3 separate regions of the Mus musculus genome follow, and regions 2 and 3 are each linked to region 1. A link is a contact called in public Hi-C data. All regions are on one chromosome and are shown on one strand. Each heading gives the region's core, a stretch centred on a gene start, on an enhancer-like site or on the middle of the called end of the contact. The rest is flanking DNA. Distances are from core to core; before and after follow the strand shown.

Evidence for each region. A called contact is a pair of places that touch in the nucleus more often than the background predicts.
Region 2: a Hi-C map of muscle stem cells shows a contact between it and region 1, with 3 times the contacts expected there. The contact joins two enhancer-like sites. A contact is called at or near these places in 1 of 15 datasets of contacts at CTCF or cohesin (large pre-B cells), 6 of 484 Hi-C or Micro-C datasets (the HL-1 cell line, bone marrow-derived macrophages, embryonic fibroblasts and 2 more), 1 of 115 datasets of contacts at active chromatin or transcription factors (pancreatic cancer cells) and 1 of 9 other capture datasets (embryonic stem cells).
Region 3: a contact with region 1 is called in a Hi-C map of muscle stem cells, with 2.0 times the contacts expected there. The contact joins two enhancer-like sites. A contact is called at or near these places in 3 of 484 Hi-C or Micro-C datasets (bone marrow-derived macrophages, muscle stem cells and nephron progenitors) and 2 of 9 other capture datasets (adipose tissue and liver).

Annotation. Positions count from the first base shown.
Region 1 is chr13:63,203,372-63,208,429 of GRCm38.p6, reverse strand. All of the region lies in intron 10 of Aopep (aminopeptidase O), which reads right to left. Among named protein-coding and RNA genes, the nearest start is that of Gm30409, 74 kb to the right of the region's middle. Within about 2 kb of position 2,484, at least 24 of the 459 cell types and tissues checked have an H3K27ac peak or open chromatin away from gene starts, as enhancers often do. A contact at or near this core is called in muscle stem cells, where this site is marked.
Region 2 is chr13:63,044,328-63,049,385 of GRCm38.p6, reverse strand. All of the region lies in intron 3 of Aopep (aminopeptidase O), which reads right to left. Among named protein-coding and RNA genes, the nearest start is that of Gm46422, 48 kb to the left of the region's middle. Within about 2 kb of position 2,560, at least 75 of the 459 cell types and tissues checked have an H3K27ac peak or open chromatin away from gene starts, as enhancers often do. A contact at or near this core is called in muscle stem cells, where this site is marked.
Region 3 is chr13:63,065,643-63,070,700 of GRCm38.p6, reverse strand. It overlaps Aopep (aminopeptidase O), which reads right to left. Exons shown (of 16, transcript NM_001289926.1): 5 at 2,416-2,661. Among named protein-coding and RNA genes, the nearest start is that of Gm46422, 27 kb to the left of the region's middle. Within about 2 kb of position 2,125, at least 14 of the 459 cell types and tissues checked have an H3K27ac peak or open chromatin away from gene starts, as enhancers often do. A contact at or near this core is called in muscle stem cells, where this site is marked.

The DNA of each region.
Region 1 (5,058 bases), core at 1,235-3,734:
CAAGTAAACTGTTGCCCCAGTGGCACCATCAATGGTAGGTAAGGTGCTGGATAGACTGCCTTTGTTCCAGACAAGAATAGGCCTTCAACTGAGTTGTCTCAAGTGAACAGAAATCAGTCTTATATGCTAGCCTCACATATCTCAAGGGAAAACAACAACAACAACAAACCATTATTTTCTGGGATGTAGGTAGGAAGTGTTTACTCACTTAATTTCTATCCAGACTCCTGTGAGCTACACTCTGGCATTATCTTAGTGACCCATAGAAAAGCCAAAGTCAGAGGCACTTCTAAGGCTGCCATGCACCTGGCATCTAGGAAAACAGGTCTGGGGAGAAAACAGTATATGGGGAGAATGCTTAGAATGCTTAGTAGCATGCATGGTCAGAGTCAGACACAGAGGATGCATCTGAGAGTTCATAGGAACTGGGATTACATGTCCTGAAAAGGCAACATCTGAGTGGTGACTTAATTGCCATTTCTGAGTGATTTTACAAAAGATGGTGAGCAGCTGTTGGGCATCACCACAGAGGAGTAAATTCAGGACACAACATCATTTCCTTTGTGGAATTTCCATTGCAAGACTCTTCTTTTCGTGGCATAAAGAGAGGCTGGGAGCAAAGACTGAGAAAGTAGGTGTTGAGCATTGTCCCAAGTCCTCAGGCAAGGAGCCCAAGGGTCACGCAAATATCTGCATGAGACAAGCATGCCCAGAGTAGAGGGGAGCTGAGGTGAAAACATCTCAGAGATTCACTGTCTCTGAAGAATAGATGATGGGTGCTTCATAAGATGCTACAGCTTATAGGACATGCATCTGTGATGTGGAAGACCATCTTCTCACTCAAGGAACATAAATGGGTAGAGGATACCAAGAAGAACACTCAGAGAGGCTAGGAAAGGGGTACCACTTGAACATGTAGTTGAAAAGGCTGCACTGTCCTGCATGCTAGGACAGGAACAGTGGAGATGGAGGAGACACAGAGTAGGAAGACAGGCCTACATGCCTGTCCCACAGAGACAAGGTATAGATAAGGCTTGGCCTAGCCAGTAGCACCTAGCACGGTGTGAGAACAGACCACCATGACTTCAAAACAAGGAAGAGGCTAGAGGCAGGGAGGCCACATGGCAAGCTGCTGATTTGTTGGTATGTGTGCATGTGTGTGCACATGCACTTACTTTAGAGACATAGTGTCTATATAGCACAGGATGATTTCAAACTCAAGGTCCTTCTACCTCAGTTCCCTGAGTATGTGCCACCCATGCCAAGGACATAGAATGCTGGGAAAGGGTATGGAAGGCTGAAAGACTGGCAGTAGACTCTGGCTTCTATTAATCTCTACCAGACAGTATTCCCCAGAAGGCATGTGACCACTACTGTGCCCATCTTTGGCCAATGTTGATGACTTGTTCACTGGCTAGTAGTGAAGCAGATACTGCTGCCATATTCAGTTTCTTCACACAGACTCTCTGGTGGCACAAAAACAGAAAGAAAATGAAGATCTCTCTAGCACTGCCAAGTGGAGGCACAGAAGTGGCAGCTGCCATCTATGTACTTACTATATAAGAGCAGTACAGAACACATCCACCTAAGCCTTAGAGGAACAGCACAGATCCAGTGTTGTTGTGCACTACATGGAATTGAACAAAGTCCTCAGGGCTGAGGAAACTTACCTAAGGCTGCACAGACAGTACCTGAAGAGCTGGGATTGACATTTATAAAGCTCTGCTTTCCTTTCCATGTGGAGCCTGGGCTTCACCACGAATCCCTTTCTGCAGTGGTATAAACACACCATAGACACAGAGCCTGTGCATGTGTGCATGTGTGCCCAACACAGCTGTCCCTTCTTGCTAACACTTCTCACCCCTAAAGGTGGCCTGCTTCCTGCTGTGGCTGCCCTGCTTGTCAGCTCTCCAATTACATTTTAAAAGAAGAAGAGAGCCTTTAGGGGCAGAGATGTGAGAACAGGAGAGCTCTCTAGGCTAGTCAGGAGCAAAAACTCTCCTGCCTTAACTGAAGACAGTTTAAATTTTCAGGCCACTTTTCTCTGGAAAGATTGAAAGCATCTTATAAGCACAGTCATTTGGTCCTCATGGTAGCTATGTGAAGTGGATGATGACCACCTGAGCAAGTGTTCAGTCTACAACCTAGGTGGATTCTGGCCAAAGCCAGAGTTGCTGGAGGGACTTCTAAGCTCTGCTGTTAGTGCACTAAGCCTGTCTGGGAACCGTGGAATAAAACGTTAGGCAATCAGAAGAAGAGTCATGCATTAATACTCGCTCCCTAAAAAGCAAGGGAGCCACCATACAATGATACTTCTTGCTCCACCCCCCACCCCGGGAAAAAGTGGACCATGTGTTTTCAGAGCAAAGTGAGCATCTATGATAGTTTTGCTGTTTTGATCATTACTATAGAAATGACACAGCAGTGATTAAGTGAACAGCTGCCTGTCACAGTCACCACAGTGTCTAAGCTGGTGGTGCGTGTTTTCCCTCTGAGGTCACTCAAACGATCCCAGCAGACAAGCAGAGGAATTTCCATGTAGCCAGGACACACAGAAAATGACCCATCTGCATGTCTCATCACTACAGAAACTGATTTTATACAGCAGACAGCTAACTGGATACAGACCCATGGTGCATGGCCTTCAGATCTGTACGAGGGCATTCACTCTTCCCACCCTACGCCTGAGACCTGGTACTGGGAGCAGCAGGTAGTGCTACCCACAGGCTGTGTGTGTGTGTGTGTGTGTGTGTGTGTGTGTGCGCCACACTTCACATGGCAGCGTGGAGTTTCCATGGGCTATCTTGAGACCCTCTGGGCTATAAATGTGGTCATAATTAGTTAATAGAGAAGGAACCAGAACGTGCTTTTCTCCCTGACACAACACCGCTTAGAAAAGTAAGCTGTGTTCAGAGCTTAGAAAGGGAACACGTAAGTGATCTCTCCATGATGTGGACGTGAGCAGAAATAAGCACAGGCTTGCAGGAAGACGGGTTGCACACACCTGGACGTCTTGCTGTTGACTTCTGAGCTGCTGTGGTGAATGAAGCAGCAACTATCACCTGTGTCTCTCATGGGCCCATCAGCTTGCTGGTGACTGAGTACCATGCTGCTATCATTCTTGGCTCCTGCCTTCAGCCTCCTGGGATTTTAGCCCTCACATTTTCCCTCTACAACCCAGCACACACTCCCACCAGTTTCACAGGAAGCAAATGCCAGGCCTCAATAACTTTGAACATCTAGGTACTGGATACAGAAAAGGATCAGAGTTTGGAATGGAAATGCCAACTTGTCTGAGAGCACAACTTAACTTCTATACAGGTTTTTAAATTGCTAATAAGTTATGCTTTTTATGTCTCAGAGCTCTCCATGATGTTGCTCATTTTCTTGATCAAAACAAAGCATTTGTGCTCAGGTAGATAATGAAGACTGCTTATGAGGCAGGGCAAGTGAGTGCTCCCTGCTCTGTGGGGGAGGAAGAGCAGGAGGGGGGTAAACAAACAGATGAACATGCACACACAAATACTGTAATTGATGGGCAAGATTAATCAGTAGCTGTGGCTGACACCAGAACCTGGGGACCAAGGTTGCTGGACCAGTTATTCTCTGGGGGAGCATAGGTTTTTGGCAGGGGGAGGATGGTACATGGGTCCTTCTAGATGTCCTCCTGAGTACTATCTCCTTCCCCTCAATACTGATTCCAGGGACAAGCAGCTGCTATCCACTGAACTTCAGAATGCAGCTCAGGGGCCAAGAAAGAAAAGCCAGGCTCACATCTGATTTCTTCATTCAACTTGACAACAACTCACCCATTTTTAACTGTGGTACCTCTCAAACAACCCATGACTGTTCTTTGCTTTAAAGCCCACTGGCACTGTAACCATCACTGAAATAATTCCAGTTCTCAAGATCTTTTGACTCAAATGCACTAGTGTTGTCTAGTAGAGCTTCTAGCCTCCCATTCCTTTTCACCCCCCAACATCCTAAGACCTAGGCTCTGCCTTTAGGTCTCATTTCAAATTCAGGGCTGATGAGTCTGCTATCTGTAACCCCCCGCCCCAGGACCCCGACCTTACAGTGTTCTCTCTGCATGTGCTGATTCTAATGTCCTGTATGGGTGATTATAATGACCCGTGATTTTGGTAGTTGGATAGGATCTCTTTGAAGGCTATCATTGGATTTATTCTCTCCCTTCTCCCATAGTCCAGACTACAGCCTGTTACAGGAGATGCTCCACAGAGAATGTTAGTAAGCTGGGGCAAGACAAAGGTGCAGAGGAAGCTTGACGCTAACAACTCAGTGTGACAGGCGAAGCCTTGCCTGCTCAGCATGGCTCAAGTGCCTAACAGATGTACCAGAGGATCAGTTTGCAACCGGGGCCAAAGATTAGAGGCTCCGGGGGGTAGATGTGCAGTCTTTGGAGGCCCACATAAAATTAGTACAATATGCTGCATAGGTAATAGAGCAAGCCATCTGCTTGAATAGGCAAACTAGATTTTGAGATTAGTTAGCAGGCAAGAAGATGTTTAAGTTTAAAAATGTACTCGAATATACTTGGTGAAGTAGGTTTGTTTGTTTGTTTTTTTTTTTTTTTGTAGGCAAGAGACCACTTTAATATTTAAGGAGAATTCTTAATGAGACTTAAGTCTGCTAAGCAAAGCATGGTCCCACTGGGAAAGGCGTCCCGCCTTGTCAAAGGGATGCAGTGGGTGGTTGGCAGCCACACAGGCCATGGATGCTGTGCTAATCTCCACAACTACAACAAAAGTTTCTTTGTGAGCCCAGTGTGTTGCCTCAGTAAATATCTACAACAATAAAATCCAGGCCTGTGGAGCCAAAGGGCTCAGGGCATCCAAATGAACTCCATACCGCATCATGGAGATTAAAAGACACAGACCTCACAAACTAAAGTGTACTGTGCTGCCTCAGTGAAAACTGCTGTGTTTCTGCCCTAAGAACTTTGTCCTGAAGGAATGCAGTCAGAACTCAAAATGCAAATTTATAACCAACAGAAGAGGCCATATGCCACATCTATAAATTTCTTCCTTTTCACCCTCT
Region 2 (5,058 bases), core at 1,311-3,810, 160 kb after region 1:
AACAATCGTAATGCCTACCTCACAGAATCATGTGAGGAATAAAGTGGATAAACAGGTACAAGTCTTGAGGCACAGTGCTGACCACAGTGTTTGTCCCTGTCATTGTCACTGGGCTGTCATCATCTAAACCACTTTGTTCTACAGCTGCCTCTCCTAGCCATCCAGGATAACTATTCTGGAGGCAGAAACAGGATGCTTGAAGGTATGGCTGCCACATGTGCCCTAAAACCATGACCTGATGAGGCCCACATTTGGAGTTTAAGGTTGAATGGCACTCAAACGCAATGAAAACAAAGTGATCCATTTAAAGGAGAGCGACAGCCCAAAGGGGGCATCCTGCATGACTTCATATAGAATGGGCCATTTGGAGACTATTTAAATGGTGTTTACTTTCAGTGAGCTGTCCTCCATGAAATAGATAGTGAATGCCTTCATTTTCTTTTTTATTCATTGCACTTGTACCCAACCCCCTCACAGGACCAGCTGTAAAACAAAGAGAACACACTGTACTTAAATTAGCCCAAAGTTTTTCCTCTGTAGAAGCCAGAAGCCCGTCATACCCCTGGATGACTTCATAGCCAGGTCTGGACTAATTAACAAGGCAGCAGAGATGGGGGCTCTGGAGACACCCAGAATTAATAGTGCTCTCGTTCTCTGACTTGAGCAGCCAAGTTTGTCCTCCCTTTCACACAGATTCTTTAACTGTGGGCTTATGAGCCCTCCTCAAACAGAGATCAGAACTTTTTTATACTGTATACCCCAATACCATTTTCTTAAATTAGAGCATATTTAGAGGCCTATTTCAATAATCTCACAAGGCTGTTGTGCCATGAGACATCTGTCTTACAAGCATGGTAGCAGCTACAATAAGACTCAAACATTTTCATCTTCAAAACAGAACTGAAAGTTTCTTTAGAGATAACTGGATTTTTGGAAGGATAACAGGACTTGAAAGGGACTAATTTTCAAGTCAAAAGAGATGATCTAAAAAGTTGGGTTTGGCTCTAGGTGCAGCTCAACTATGAGTACTCAGGCAGCACGCACAGAGCTCTGGGTGTGATGCCCACCACACTAAATACACCACAATTAGAATTCACTTCTCAAAGTAGGTACATCATAGCCTAGAAATGCTAACACCATCACCTGAGGTGCTGCTTCATTCACTGCTTGGAAAACTGTCCTCAGAACAGCTTTGGAGACTCTCTTCATAAGGAGGTAATAAGGTACAAGTGAGGAGAGGCAAAGATGACAAGGAGTCAGCCTCAGCTCGGTGGGTGACAGCCGGATACCAAGGGGATGTGAGTGTGACTTTGTATCTTACACTTGTGAAAATCTTAAATATTTGAGACGGGCATTTTTATAAAATGAAAAAATTAGAAAATCAAAGTCCTGTAGACACATTTTGGTCATATCAATTAGCAATAGTAAACTAATGTGGGTAGTCAAGTCCTGTATACCTGGTATATCACTAAAACTCCAAAGGCAGCAACCATCACACACAGCTATTTCTGCACAGGCAAGAATGCCTGATATTTAAAGAGTTAGTGGCAAAAGGTTGTTGTTAAATTGGCAGAGTCCTTGCCTTGCGTACAGGGAAATTAAATTGGTTAAATCCCATGCACGGCTTAGACAAGATATGGTGGGACACATTTGCAATGTGAGCACCTGGGAGGTAAAGGTAGGACACAAATTCAAGTTCATGATTGACTGCATAGCAAGCTTGAGGCTAGCTTGATCACCATGAGATCTTGTCTTAATTTAAAAAATAACAACAAGAATAAAAATCAATAAACAAAAACCAGTTTAAGGCCAGCCAGATACATGAGATTTTAAAAAGAAATTGTTGTTTTCTCTGAAAATTTAAAAGGGCATACAAAGTTTTCCTACTGGAAGCACTCATGTAACCTTGGAAGCTTTCTGCTGTCGGGTAGACCAACAGAGTGAAGCCCTCAGTGATGTCAGTGTGCTCTTATGTGACATATCATGTTTCTCTTCTCAGATCCAATGTAGTTCCTATCTTAAGACTATTTCTCTAGCCACAATCCCTTCTTCAGAGCTCCCTGCCCAAATTACTCCATATGGCAGTAATGCTTTGGGAAGGTCATTACAAATGCAAGCTGTATAGGAATACGTGCATTTATGAGTATATGATAACCACATTATATAAATATGAACACCACAGGAACATGTGTAAGCACTATGTACACACTGGAAGGAATGCAGGCTCCTCATTTCATTGTTCTTCCCCTCATGGTATCCTTCTCCATCCCCAGGTACTTCAGCAAACCCCAGCATTCTTTCTGTTACAACTGAGACACTGCAATTACATGACCTACTTTATGAGCTTTTGGCCCCTCTGGCAAAGCCTTGTCCACATCAGTCTTCCTCACTATTGTTCGAGGGCTGAAACTGGCATCAGGTGGGCCAATGCCCATCAGCTTTCCCTTACCAGGCCAGACAATGGCTTCACAGGCCAATGCCACCCTACACAGAGGTCTCAGGTCTCTCTCTTTGCAGGAAGTATAGCCCTGGACACAGACGACTAGGAGAGAATAACCTTCAAAGGTAAAAGAGCGCCACCTGCTGAAGCGAGAGGGGCTGTGTAGATTGTGAGCATCCCATGGTTTCAAGGCTTCCCTAAAGGAACACTGGCACCAGTCTACCAGATCTCCTAGATAGACATGACCATAATGAAGATGAGTAGCTCCCCTGAAACACAAAGGACATCAGTGGGCTGAATACCACCTTTCCAGATGGTTGGTCACAAGACAAACATTAATGCCTTGCATGCAAACATTCATGTATGTCTAATCCAAGAAAAATTTTACACCAGTGAGAATGGGCAAATAAAACATGCTGGCAGAAGCACTGTGGTCTGAGAGAGAGAGAAAAAAAAATCCTAACATACTCTGTGTATATACTAAGCAGAGCAAGGAGGCAAGCAAGCTAGTGAACAGCAAATCACAGAATGAAAGCCCTGGAAAGTGTAAGACATCATCTGAGTCCACATGAGCAATAGAAAAGCCAAACACAACCCTCACAATGTGAGGGCAGCTGTCTACTGGAAACAAGGAATACGTTCACTGTGAAGTATACTCTAAGGCACGCCCACCCCACTTCTTCATAGCATCTGCATGCAGTACCGAGGTTCTACTTCCAAAACTAGGACACTCTACCTTGCATTTCCTTTTTGTGGGCAAAGTACTTACTTGATCATAGCCACCCCTAAAGCTTTTTAATTTACTGCCTTCTCACATGGAGAGAATGTGGAGCATTCTCAACACTGCTATTTATTTTGAGCCATCAAAATAGGGTGGGGGAAGCTGGCTTTTTGTCTGGGAGAGTCTTGCTCCTTAGTCATTTTTCCTGGAATTTCCCAGTCATACGGAAGAGAATGTCAGAGAGCTGACATATTGTACAGTCCAGACAGAGAATAGCATTTTGCCCAAAGTGAAATAACGTTTATGCTCTTTACAATTGAAAAATGGGGGGGGGGGGAACCAGACAAAGATCCTAAAAAAAAATCATTAATTTGAGGAGTAGGAATATGCCAAATTAGATTTATAAAAGTAAAGCCAGGGGGCTGGAGTGACAGCTCAGAAGCTAAGAGCACACACTGCTCTTGGAGGTGCCAAGGTTGGTTGCCAGCACCCACATCCAGGGGCTCACAACTACCTAAAACCCCAGCTCCAGAGGATCTGATGCCCTCTTCTGGCCTCTGCTAGCACTACACTCAAGTAAACACAACTTAAAAATAAAATCTTGAAGAAACAAACAAAAATTACTAGAGGAAAGTGATAGCATAGTGATCTTCTTTTTAAACATGTGTGGTAGAAACCAGCAACCATGTTCATAGGGGAAGCTATGAACATGGTATTGCCTCTGTCATTAACTATGTGGTTTTAAATGCCTCTGCCAGGAGCTACTTCCATTTGATTTCATAGACCATATTCAACAGATACATTTCTGAGCCCTATTAAACACAAAGCATAGCAGGTAGAGATGGAGAGACTGGCATAGATCAATGGGTAACATTTCTGCCAAAATGGCTTCATGCTGAGGAAGGTGAGTAGGAGTTAAACAAGTTCATCTGTGGCCTTTCTGGGGAAGAAAAAAAAAAGAATAATGACTACTTAGCTAATAAAATTCTTATGATACTCATTGCCCAACAGCCCCTAACCATTAGCCTTCCTTTAAAGGACCATCAGGAGGAATGATTTCCTCATGGAACACAGACTCAGAGGGCTCTCTTCTAATTTTTGTTTCTTGCTGAATGGCTGCTACCATTTCTCTGATTAGCCCCAGATGGAGGCTGGCTCCCAACTTACTGAGAGCCTTCTCAGTAAGTCAGCTGGTGTCTGGTAAATGTGCTAATAGGGCTGATGAAGTGTCACTGTGATGGGCAGGGATGAGCTAGGCTGGGCAGGGTTGTATTGCTCATGCTTCTAGAGGTTGTATAGAGCAGAGTCAGGGACCCAGAAAGCAGGCCTACAGGGAACATCATCTCCTACCATCTACCACACACTCCTCTTGTCTGAAGTCCACAGACACAGCTGTGAATGATGCCCACACTCCATAACAACCACTCAAGTCCCATCCATGGGCTTTAGCAATATGGTTCCCTGCGTGTCTTTTGATAAACTCCAGCTCTGGGGAGAGTTCTTTCTCCTTTTCTACCTCCACTGGTCCTCGGGTTGGGCTAGTAAATGTTTTGTTATACAGGCTGGGGTGTTAGAAGTGTGAACATCAAACTTCAGTGAGCGTCTCTTTATGAAAACTTTGCCCTTACCTGGAATTCTAAAGAAGAGAAAAGGCTCACAAATGTTCCTGAAAGTGTGAACATTGTCTGTGAAAATGTTAAGTTTAATAATTTCTCAGGATTTTGTGGGGGGCTGGGTCTCACTGTACAGTCTAGCCTGACCTCAAACTCTTGTTCCTCCTACCCCAGCCTCCCAATTATTCTTAACTGTTAATGATAATCTTTAAATATACAGACTGAGAAAAGACAAATGGGGTAGAAATCAGGAAACATTTTTGGTAAAGGAGTAGAGAAAAGGT
Region 3 (5,058 bases), core at 876-3,375, 140 kb after region 1:
AAAAATGTGTTTTCCTCAGTTCACTGGAGTCACCTATTTGGCTCAAAAACAGGACCAAAAAAGAGAGTTTTAAGGATTCTTATTCAAGCTATGATAAATAATGTTTAAAACATTGTGTATTGTCCAAACATTTTTAAAAATCCTTTAACACAGTTAATGATTTTCCTGTTTTTGTTCACATGGAGATGCTGAATGCCATTTGCCAAAGTGGAATACTAAAATGGTACTCATTATAATTAAAACGTAATTGCTAAAGAAGCCCAGAGCTATGGAATTTATGATCCTGCTACATGTTTATAAAACAGGGACTCAGGAAAGAGCCAGTTAATTTACCAAGAAGTCCTTTGATTCTCCAGCACACTATAATGATCAGGACATGATGAATTTTGGTTTCTCATGATGGTATCTCAGATTTGAGAGTCTCCCTATCCCTGTTTGGGGCACAGAGTTGACCTCTATGCCTACCATCTTTGCTCCAGCAGAGCCTTGAGCACGGGATAAAGAGGTGAGGCTCCAGGAGCTGGTTGAGTCATTGAGGTGCTCAGCTATATATGTGGCTCAGAGGGTAGAAATCTATAGGGTCAAGTCCAGCAAGTAGAATCAATTTAAATCAGAGTTTGATAAAACAAAAGTCTACCCCAAATCTACACCCCAACTAGGAGTACACAACACCATAATCACCCTTCCACAGTTCAACTGCAAAGAACAGTAGCAAAATACGGGAGATAACTTAACCAGAACAGACTATTTCCTGACTAATAAGGAAAGGTAGGGTGGGGATGGAGGATCTATTTGAGAATTCTGTACAGTTCTCCAGTTCTGAAGCCTAACAGCACTCTCATGGTGGCTAAGTTGTTGCTAACACCCCAGTTTTGACATTTAGTACACAGCACCATTTGTCTTTCAGGTACTTAGGTATATTATTTTAAAAATATAGCACTAAGAATAATTAAATCATGTTAAATATCTCAAAAAACAAAAATTTTACCATCTGCCTGCTTGGGCATGCAGACTTGGAAGGAAAAGCTTACAGAATAGTCTGCAGGTTAGCACATTCTACTTCTGGCAGACTGTGTCTCAAGAAGGAGCTATCAAGAAGTTCTATGCATGAAAAATACTTTGCTTTTGGTTCCCCCAGGCTAGAACATATAGTTGTTAGCAAATATGTCCTGAAAAACAATGCTCATAAAGTGCTAAAACCTCCCAAACAAATATAACCCCTCAAAACTGTATACAAATGAGATGCATTTAATGAACAACCCTTTCTTCACCAATAAGTTCTTCAAAGGAACCAAAGAAGTCTCCTTGTTAAGACAAACTATATATAGACATCAAGACAATTATATAATGCATGCAACCACATATATATAATTATCCTAGTTTTTACATTCCCATTATCTTTATAAATACAGGATAAAAATCAGTCTAAACAATTTTCTGAGACCTCTTCAAGGATTACAGCAAGCCTTTAAAAATGTGGTGTGGGGTGTATATGTGTGTGTATAGTGTTTGTGTGTGTGTGTGTGTGTGTGTGTGTGTGTGTGTGTATAGTAAAGATCAAAAGCAAATGTTCTGGACAGTTCTTTTCTACTCAAGGGTTTTACCAAAAATGTGTGCAGGGTTTTTTTTTTTTTGGGGGGGGGGGTGACACCACAAATGACAGCTGTTCAAAAGCATGGAAATTAATTGGCAGCAAGAATTTCCTTGACTAATAGGGAAAAACTCAAAGCCACATGTCTGATGAGCTTGCTTTCCCACCCTAGTCAAGCACAGCCCTGTTAGTGATTAGGAGTTGCAAACAGAAGCATAGTCAAGGTTCATGCGCCATCTTTTCTCTGTGGGACAGAGCTGTTCTCCCATCACTGTGTGAATAGACAGTGGGACTGTAATTAACAGAGCAAAGGGTCAACTAGCAAGTTTCTACTTTTTGTCAGAATCAGATGGAGGCACAGTAAAAATAATTCATTTACTGTATTAAAGACAGGAACAAGTCGTTATATCCTTCCCCCACAGTAAACCATCTGCTTTTAGCTGTTTTTCCAGCACTGTGGATAGATTCATGCTCTGACATGGGGCTCTCAAGTTGTAGCCTTGTGACCAATGGTGAGAATGGATGAGGCAGCTGGTCAGGATTAGGTGAACAGCTGTGGCCCTGGGACCAGGTTTTGTTACTGTGCTTAGAGTCTGACGTATGACCTTGGACTCATTAGCAGTAAGTTCTCATCACCCAAGCTAACAACAACTGAGCAATCATGAAAACTATCCCCTGAAGCTAGCAGTAAGATATCCAGGAGGGAACAATGAACCCCTTCTACCCAAAGCAAACGAAACTCCTGACAGAGTTTGAGAAAAATATTCCTCTATTAGTTCCTAGACATTTTAAGCATGTTCCACATGCCATGATGAGCAGCATACCTGGCCATTCCCAGACTTGGAAAGTTGGTGGGGACAATGAGTATGTCCAGCCGGGAGAAAGGGTGTGTTCCCAGGACAGAGTGTGCAGCTGAGAGGCAAGAAGGGATCAGCCACAGCAGGGCCTCTTGGCAGGCACCCTCAAGGCACACTGGGGCAAACACTCGATAAGGAATGATGTCCTGGGAGGCAGCGGACGCACTCTGGAACCTGCAAGGGTATTCCATATGATTGCAGGTGTTATCATACCTGGACAACACAAAAGAAGACAGTGGTTCAAACAGGTTTATTAGAAAAGGCGGTTCAGTGGGGCTGGAGATATGGCTCAGTGGGTAAGAGCACTGACTGCTCTTCCAAAGGTCCTGAGTTCAAATCCCAGCAACCACATGGTGGCTCATAACCATCCATAATGAGATCTGATGCCCTCTTCTGGTGTGTCTGAAGACAGCTACAGTGTACTTACATATAATAAATAAGTAAATCTTTAAAAAAAAAAGATAGAAAAGGCAGTTTAAGTATTGGCTTGTTTGCTTTTGGGCAGCAGTGAAAATTATAGGTCAAATATTTATTGAGGTGCCTGAAGTGACTGAGTGATTTCAATCTAAGCTAATGAAAGCAACGATCTTATAGATCTTAGAATTATGGGGGTCATGGGTGGATAAGATTTGAAACAATAAAGCAACCTTCCACCCAAATTAAAGTAAATTCTACCTTCAGTAATGTGATCTCAAATATCATCATAGAGAAACTGTTGAAGTTACTGACAGTTCTTAGAGAGGGAGAGATGCAATAGCCGTTTTATTTATTGACTTTTCATTGAGAACTCATGGAGCCCAGGTAGCTCTGAACTCAGGATATAGCTGAGGCTACCCTTCAACTTCTGATTCTTCTGAATCTATCTCTCAAGTACTGGGATTACAGCTATGAGCCGCTATGTACCTGTCTATAGGCAAATTAAAGATTCCATTCTGGAAAATCCTAGAATAAGTGACCTGGGGTGAGGTAGGACAATGAACCAATGACAGTTATAGGTATAGTGTTCAAAAAAAAAAAAAAATCACAGCTTATCAAAAAGTAATCTAGGCATTCTTCACACTACTTGCCAGAGGCTGGCACTTCTGAAAAGAGCACTCTTTTCAATATCCTTTTGGGCTTTGGAGACAGGGTCATGCATCCCAGGCTGGCCTTAAACTCACCATGTAGATGAGAATGGCCTTGAACTCCTGATCATCTTGTCTCTACCTCCTGTGTGCTGGGATTACTGGCATATGCCTGGTTTACATAGTGCTGGGAATTGAACCTAGGGCTTCCTGCATGTTAGGTAAGTACTCTACCAACTGAGCTATGTCTCTGGTCCCTTTCTAATGCACTTTCAGTATAAATGTAATGAAATCAACCTTCGAGTGAAACAGAGCAGAACCCAGCTAGCCCCATTGTCATGTTACTCCCAGAAAGGCAAAGGAGGAATTGAAAGAAAATTCCTAGGGTCTGACTCACAGGCCTCAAGAGAACTTATATAGCTAAAGAAACCAACATCAAAGAGAATTCTATTTTTTCATCTGTTAACATGCCCTCTATTCAGACACAATGGAAAAACCCTGTAACCTTAAATTGCAGATTATAATTCTAGCTGTGGGTGCTACTGTGATTCACCAGACACTGAAGAATCTCTAAGTGCTTACCTGCCTCAATTTGGGCAGGTTGTAACAATAATTCTTCTTGAGGTTTATGAAGTATCTTCCAGACACCCAAGGCCTGTGATCAGGAGATCCACACAGCTATGTAAACAAGCCTCACCTTCCACCATAATGCTTCAAGAATTACCAGCCCCAGTGAGGCCTGGTTATGGTTGGGGGGGGGGGGTGGGTAAAAAAATGGAGACCCATAAAACTGCCAGGATAAAGTGACTGCAAGAATAGAGTTACTAAGACTGGACTCAAGCCAAAGTCCTGGACTCATAACATCACCTTATGAGAAAGAAATCAAAAGTGTCTGCTTGTAAACATTCAACTAAAAAGGCTACAACACCCACCTAAAGACGAGGAGCCAAGATGGCCAACTACTGAGCCTCTATGGGGTTTTTAAAAATGTATTTACACAGAAAAACAATGTACTATGGTAATTTAAGCTCACATACTCTCTACTGAAAAGTTTTTACAAGCTGCAGTTGACCATGTGTCCATGGCATATGCCCATACACCTGTAACCCCAGCATTTGAAAGGTACAGACAGAAGAATCAGGAGTTCAAGGTAAGTTTGGGCTCCATGAGACCATGCCTCAAAACTCCCACCCAAAGGCTTTTAGAAGCCAAGTGTGACAACAGCATGGACCAGTATGCCTAGAACTCCAGCACTTGGGAGGCTGAGGCAAGAGTACTGAGGATATGACACCAGCCTGGACTATGTATGTTCTGGGCCAGCTTGCGCTACAAGTCACAACCTTGTCTTAAAAACCTAAAAAAAAGAGGGGGCCTTCAAAGCATGAACCGAAAGCTCGAACTCTCTGGATGCAGCTAGGGAATAAGCTTAAGATCTAAACATCACGATGCCTCAGTGCAGGGAGGCATGCTATCTCGAAACTGCTTTTTCCCACGGAGGGAGACTATCTCTTACACCTAAGAAAACTAGAGGTTAGGGAACAGAGTG